Regions from separate parts of the Mus musculus genome. Here region 2 is linked to region 1. The links are chromatin contacts, called in public Hi-C maps. All regions are on one chromosome and are shown on one strand. The core of a region is the stretch at or near the end of the contact, and the rest is flanking DNA. Distances in the headings are between cores, read along the strand shown.

Evidence for each region. A called contact is a pair of places that touch in the nucleus more often than the background predicts.
Region 2: a contact with region 1 is called in a Hi-C map of olfactory sensory neurons, with 2.8 times the contacts expected there. The contact joins two enhancer-like sites. A contact is called at or near these places in 1 of 15 datasets of contacts at CTCF or cohesin (pro-B cells), 14 of 484 Hi-C or Micro-C datasets (the 3T3-L1 cell line, B cells, the C10 cell line and 9 more) and 5 of 115 datasets of contacts at active chromatin or transcription factors (acute myeloid leukemia, astrocytes, bone marrow-derived macrophages and 2 more).

Annotation. Positions count from the first base shown.
Region 1 is chr15:8,382,793-8,386,405 of GRCm38.p6, reverse strand. All of the region lies in intron 1 of Nipbl (NIPBL cohesin loading factor), which reads left to right. Among named protein-coding and RNA genes, the nearest start is that of Nipbl, 60 kb to the left of the region's middle. Within about 2 kb of position 1,880, at least 2 of the 459 cell types and tissues checked have an H3K27ac peak or open chromatin away from gene starts, as enhancers often do. A contact at or near this core is called in olfactory sensory neurons, where this site is marked.
Region 2 is chr15:8,614,020-8,617,632 of GRCm38.p6, reverse strand. No RefSeq gene overlaps it. Among named protein-coding and RNA genes, the nearest start is that of Gm46508, 33 kb to the right of the region's middle. Within about 2 kb of position 1,927, at least 11 of the 459 cell types and tissues checked have an H3K27ac peak or open chromatin away from gene starts, as enhancers often do. A contact at or near this core is called in olfactory sensory neurons, where this site is marked.

The DNA.
Region 1 (3,613 bases), core at 631-3,130:
AATTACTAACAACCAAGAACATTTAAAATAATACATACATACATATTCACATACTCACTCAAGTCATCAGGTTTGCACCACAAGCACTTGTGTTTGTTGAGACATCCTGAGGATCTTGTTTGTTTTCTGAAACAGGGCCTTGGTATGTAGTCAGGTTATCCTTGAGCTTTTGTTCTTCTGCCACTCCTCTGCCTTCCAAATAACCACTCCACAAAAAAACAAAAAAAAAAAAAACAGTTAAAACTTGAATGTAGAAAACGTGGGTAACAACAAGAGCCTACTGACAGGAGCCTGATACAGCTGTCTCCTGCAAGGCTCTGCCAGTGCCTGGCAAATACAGAAGTGGATGCTCACAGTCATCCATTGGAAGGAGCACAAGGTCCCCAATGAAGGAGCCAGAGAAATACCCAGGGAGCTGAAGGGGTTTAAAGCCCCAAAGGAGGAACATCAATATGAACTAACCAGTACCCCCAGAGCTCCTTGGAACTATACCACCAATCAAAGAAAACACATGGTGGAACTTGTGGCTCTAGCTATATATGTAGCAGAGGATGGCCTAGTGGCCATCGGTGGGAGGAGAGGCCCTTGGTCCTGTGAAGGCTCTATGCCCCAGTATAGGGGAATGGGAGTGGGTGTGTTGGGGAGGAGGGGAGGAGATAGGGGATTTTCAGAGGGGAAACTAGGAAAGGGGATAACATTTGAAATGTAAATAAAGAAAATATCTAATAAAAAAAGAAAGAAAACATGGGTAAGAGCAATTAAAGAAAAATGGAGATTAGTCAAGATCTACATACATTATAGATCACAAGAATCAGTATTATAAACATATCATTTGTATTCTAATTAGTAGGTATACAGTTTATATAGATCAGTAGTTCAGTAAACCTTTCAGAAATTGTCAAAATGGGCCTGGCGTGGTGGTGCATGCCTTTAATCCCAGCACTTGGGAGGCAGAGGCAGGCGAATTTCTGAGTTTAAGGTCAGCCTGATCTACAGAGTGAGTTCCAGGACAGCCAGGGCTACACAGAGAAACCCTGTCTCGAAAAACCCCCAAAAAAGAAAAGAAAGAAATTGTCAAAATGATTATAATTTATTTGTAGATAAAACAGAAAAACTGAAATTAATTTTATACCTCACATTATGTAAAATACAAAAACAGTGGGAGATATTAAATTAAAGTTCATATTAACTAGAGAATATGAACTTAAATATGAAGTTCATATTAACTAGAAAGTTCTTATAACACCAAGAAGTACTACTTATAAAACAATAGATTGATGAATTAGACTTCATCAAATTAATATTCAGTTCTTCAAAGACATTAGTTGAGAGAATGAAAAGCTGAACAAAAAGCACAGAGAAAAGATCTGCAAATATTTATATTTGAAGTTTAATACAGGGCTGGCGAGATGGCTCAGTGAGTAAAAGCACTCACTGACTGCTCTTCTGAAGGTCCTGAGTTCAAATCCCAGAAACCACATGGGCTCACAACCATCTGTACAACTACAGTGCTCATATACATAAATAAATCTTTTTTAAAAAGTTTTATACAAACTGTTCTCAAAGTCTGTATCTAGCCTCCACTCTAGATTTACACTTAAACACACACACACACACACACACACACACACGAAAAATAGGCAGTTGAAGTGTGTAGAAATCAGAGTTGTACGTACTAACTGGAGTTAGCAGCATAGAAGTGCTGATTTGTTTGTTTTTTAAACTGTAGCCTGAAGGAGATCTCTAGGGGAATGAGGGCAGGAAGATGCAGAGGAGCAAAGTAGGAATCCAGGAGGAGGGAGGGAGCATGCACAGTCTGTACTGTTGTTTTGGGAGACGAGGAAGAGAATGGTCAGTTGTAAATGTTGGGACAAGTGATGAGGGCCTGCGGCTTGCTTGTTCATTGAGTTAACAATGTCGTTTTGATGACTGACTGTTGTGAGGCATTTGGAGAAATGGTGTGAGTGAATATAGAAATGTTCAAGAAAAGTTGAGATGAGGATAGACAGCTGAAGAACCTTGTGAAAATAAATAGGACTACTAAGTAGTAATTGGGGGAATCAGGTTTTTGTTTTGTTTCATTGGGAATATGGAACATTAATACCAGGTACATATGTCTTGCTGATTAGAATGATTCAGTAATAAGAAAAATTGTACAAAAGGCTTGCTTGAATGGTATCTTTAGATCAGAGAGAGAGAGATTATGTGCATGCAATATATGATGGTTTTGTGCATAGTCTGTAGTCTTTCAAAGTTTTTTGGGGGGTGAGGGGTAATTTTCTTAATGATGTTAAATGTATATGGATGTTTTGCCTACATGCATGTCTGTACACCTTGTATTTGGCTGGTGCCCATGGAAACTAGAAGAGGGAATTAGGTCCCTTGGAACTGGAATTAAAGATCGTTTTAAGCGTCAATGTGAATACTGGGAATCAAACATGGGATCTTTTGGAAGAACAACCAATGTTTTTAACTGCTAAGCCATTTCTTCAGGCTTTGATCTTATTTCTTTTTTTTTTTTTTAAGATTTATTTATTATTATATGTAAGTACACTGTAGCTGTCTTCAGACACTCCAGAAGAGGGGGTCAGATCTTGTTATGGATGGCTGTGAGCCACCATGTGGTTGCTGGGATTTGAACTCTGGATCTTCGGAAGAGCAGTCAGGTGCTCTTACCCACTGAGCCATCTCACCAGCCCCTGATCTTATTTCTTTAACTAAAATTTACTAAAATATCTGAATCTGATCCCATTTGTTGTCCCAGTAAGATGTATTAATTAATGAACTGTGTACAAATCTGTGCCATATTATGATCAAAAATCAAAGTAGCCAGTTTCTTGTAAAGGTTTGTAAGTCAAAGGTGGGCATGACAGTGCTTTCTTGAGTTAAAAGTTAGCTAGGGCAGATATTGAGAATCTGCCTCCAAAATATAAGAGGGAGGGGGAGGTGAGAAAGGAGGATCTTTTTTTTTTTTATTGATTATTTTACTTATTTACATTTTAAATGTTATTCCTGCTTCCTGGTTTCCCCTCCACAAGTCCCCTATCTCACCCCTCTCCCGGCTTCTATGAGGGTGCTCCCCTACCCACCCACCCACCCACTCACTCCCGCCTCACCGCCCTAGCATTTTCCTCATTGGGGGATCAAGCCTTCACAGAACCAAGGGCCTCTCCTCCCATTGATGATAAGGCCATCCTCTGCTACATATGGGACTAGAGCCATGGATCCCTCCATGTGTACTCTTTGGTTGGTGGTTTAGTCCCTGGGAGCTCTGGGGGGTCTAGTTGGTTGATATTGTTGTTCTTCCTATGGGGTTGCAAACCCCTTCAGCTCCTTCAGTCCTCCCCCTAACTCCTCCATTGGGGACCGTGTGCTCAGTCCAGTGGTTGGGTGCAAGCATCCGAGTCTGTATTAGGCTCTGGCAGGGCATCTCAGGAGACGGCCATATCAGGCTCCTGTCTGCAAGCACTTCTTGGCATTGGCAATGATGACTGGGTTTGGTGGCTGCATATGAGTTGGATCCCCAGGTGAGGCAGTCTCTGGATGGCCTTTCCTTCAGTCTCTGCTCCATTCTTTGTCCCTATATTTCCTTTAGACAGGAGCAATTCTGGGT
Region 2 (3,613 bases), core at 678-3,177, 230 kb before region 1:
CCAGGATCTGCTTCTGTGGTCTTGTTGCCTTTACTTTTGTGTGTATTGAATCTCACTCTTTCCCTCTTGTAAAAATTACACTATTGACCAGACTGAGTAAAGGGGGTGGGGGGTGGAAGCTCCATCTCAAGATCGGCAAAGATACTCTTCCAACTGAGAGCGATGATTCCCAGAAAGAAGGTACAACTGGAGCTTCTGGAGGTTGGATTAGCTGATTAGAGTGTCAGTGACTATGGGAGGTTGGAATGTGGCAGGTCTCGAGCCTAATTATAATTTATCATGGGCTATCTTTAGCCCCTTAAGTAGCATTCCCTGTCCATCAATGTATCAAACCCAATACCCATAACTCAGACACAAGTCTTTGGACTATATTAATTTAATGAAATCATAGTTCCTACCTCCTGGAAGGCCAAAAGACATCGATAGCATCTGAGACCCTTAGCTGAAATTTTTCTGCCTTGCTATAATAACTGCCAATATATCTGAACATATATTTGAAAAGTACCTTGATTAATGATTCTTCTGTTGCAATAAAAACTTCCTGAAAATGCTTCCATGTTAGAGTATGGAGCTAGGGGTAAGCTAAATCTGTGCTATGGTAACCCATAGTTGGCTCCAGAATAAACTATCCCAAAGCCCTCTGAGGGGGGAGTTGTGGTTTTCCATCAACACACAAATGACATTTATAGGTCTCAAGGTTTAAAACTTGGTGTTTTTGAGGACTGTAATTCAGCCCACTAGAGTACGTATCAAAAAATAATGAAGCTTTTCATCTTAAAATGAATCACACACACACACACATTACTCACAATATCAATGACCAAAGTGCCTATCACACCCTATTTATGTTAATTAAATTAAGAGGAAACTTTTCTGGCAATTCTCTGTTCTCTACTAACCCTCATCTTCCAATAGCTCTCTTTCCTCGGAGAGACTCGATCTGGTTCCCTTTGAGGTCGTCTTAGAGATGTGGGGGGATTCCAGTTAAATCCTGCACTTTCAGATGCTGTCTTTCATTGCCCCACGGGTGAGGGTTTCAGATGCTGTCTTTCATTGCCCCACGGGTGAGGGTCACCTAAGTCCCAGTCTACCAGCCCCTCCTGTCCCATTGCACTGGGGATTCCAGCCTCTATGGCAGAACAACTGACGAAATCTCCTTCGCAGATGATGTAAGGCCAGGCTCTCGGGGCCGTGCCTGAGCAAGTTGGCTCCGTACTCCTGCGTGACAACTGGTCGCTTTCCTGTGGAACATTCACGGGTCCCCAGAGCCCTGGCTTTGCAAACAGCCTTCGGAACTTTACCTATGAAGCAGAATTTTGGAGAATGCTATGTACAAGCCAAGGTAAAGCACAGTCCAGGAAGGAGAAAAAGACCAAACCCAGCATCAGTTGTCTCCATCCCAAAGGCTGGCTCTGGCAGACCGTCTGGGGGGGGAGGGGGGGGGCTGGGGAATTCAGTGTAGAGCCGTGGTACTTTTGCTCTCTCAAGTGATCAGGCATTGACAATGATGACTAATACCAAACCTACCAGGAGAAGTTGAGTTCACAGCTCAGCACCTGGCTGTCTCTTACTTTTACTCACCGGTATCTGTTTTACTGCAGAGAGGGAATCGGCTAAATTTCAATGTGAAACAAACAACCGCTTCCAGAACTTTCATTGGCTGCCAGTAATCGTTACTCAAGGAAAGACTTTTTAAAATAATAATGAAACATAACCTCAATTCCCCATGGTCTGCCTGCCACTTTTAATTTTCCCAGTGGCCAGCATCGTATTTACCAAGCCAAGCATGAAAATATTAAGAATGTCAATAATTTTATTATTTGCAGCGTTGACAAAAGACATAACGGAGCAATTAAAGCCCATCCTCCAAGAAGGCTGTGCTGAAGAGTGAGGGAGCTGACGGAGCCAGGGTGTCCACTTAGCGCCTGGCAAGAGGTACTGGCTTGATTAATGGCAGCTACCACTATTATTAGCACAGCAGTGGGGCCCACATGGCAACTCTATGCAGAATTAGGAAAGGGAGAAGTATGAAGGAGAAATAAACAGTGAGAGGCAGGGAAGAAGAGAAGCCAGCTAAGAGAGACCACCAGAAGGGCCCTCCAAGCTTTCTCAGTATAAATATACCCAGGAGGCTCCACCCAGAATGAGCACTAGATGCCACCAATCGAGTTTAAAATGTCATAGTTTTCCTTCATATCAGAAAACATAGTCTAAGGCTGGAAATGCAATTAGCCCTGTTTATTTTCTTCTCTTAATAAAAACGAAAGTCCCAGGTGGTGATTATTTTTCCACCTACTACCACCCCTGAGATTCAATCCTGGCACCGTGGCTTCATGGGCCATTTACCTATCTGTAATGCTTGGAAAGTGAAGTTCATCGGGTAAGGCGCCTCCCTTCTCACGAGGCAACCAAGAAGCCCTTGATCGCCATAGTGAAGTGGATGGCATTTGGGTCACCCCTTCACCCCTCCAGCCTGTTGGTGTGCTGGAGTGAGATAAATAGCTGGTGTTCTGCTCCAATTTTTCTCTGGGGGTGGGGCTGGGTATTAACCATTGGTGTTCTAACGTTCAGTGTGTCAACTGTTGGTCCACAGAGGATTTAAAGAGTTTCTCAGCATCAACACACACCACTACTATGATAGTGTGTAAGCTGGGGTAAAGACCAGCAACGTATAAAAATAGAAAATCAAGACTGAAGAAAATCCCTGGTCATCACAGGTGCTACAGCTATGCTTCAATTCAACCGGAGAAAGGGGTTTCCAGGCAACCAAAGTGGTATCGCAGGAACTGGACCCAAGAGGCTCACCTCAGACTGGAGAGCAAGGGACATCAAGAGTCTCCAGCATCTCAAGGAAGACAGCAAGTGTGTGCACACAAGAGCACAGCCGGTGTGGGGCAGGGCTTGCTCCTGACCTGGTAGACTAACCTACCCTTTTTCTTCATCTACGTGGCTCCAGACCCATATTGAGGACTAACCTGCTGATAGAGATGCTGGTGAAGGGTGGGTCCAGATGCTTTTGACATCAGGTGGGCAAAAGAACAGAAAGAACTTCTGTAAGCTACTGGTAGGCAAAGCCAGGGATTTCCTGGAGAAACACTTAGCCCATAACATGTCAGCAATGAAGTGCTAAGTTCCCAGCATCCAGTATCAGGGGTCATAACTCTAACACTCCTGACATAGAAAATGTTCAAAGTACGTGTTACCAGTCATGCAGCCATGTACAAAAAAAACCAAAAACAAAAAGTCTCAAATGTGCTCTCATGAGGAATAGCTTCCCCCATGAACCTGTCTGGGTGGATTACTGAGCAACAGCCCCCAGAGGGGGTAGGTGAGCCTGCAGCAGATGGAGACTGGCTGTGGAGTAAGGCACTTGAGAGGGCAACTGCCAAGAATGCTTTTCGTTTTACAATGGTTAAGCCAGGTGTGGTGGTACAAAGCTGTCATCTTGGCACGGGAGGCTGAGGCAGAGAGTGGGGAGTTCAAGGCCAGTCTGGGGTGAATACTGAGACCTTGTCTGTGATGGGGCTTTTACTCCTGAGTGGCTTTAAAAAAACTAAAAGAAAAGCAGCTAGTTTTGAGGATCCGTTATTTGTGGGAGGGCTCCCTGATCTCT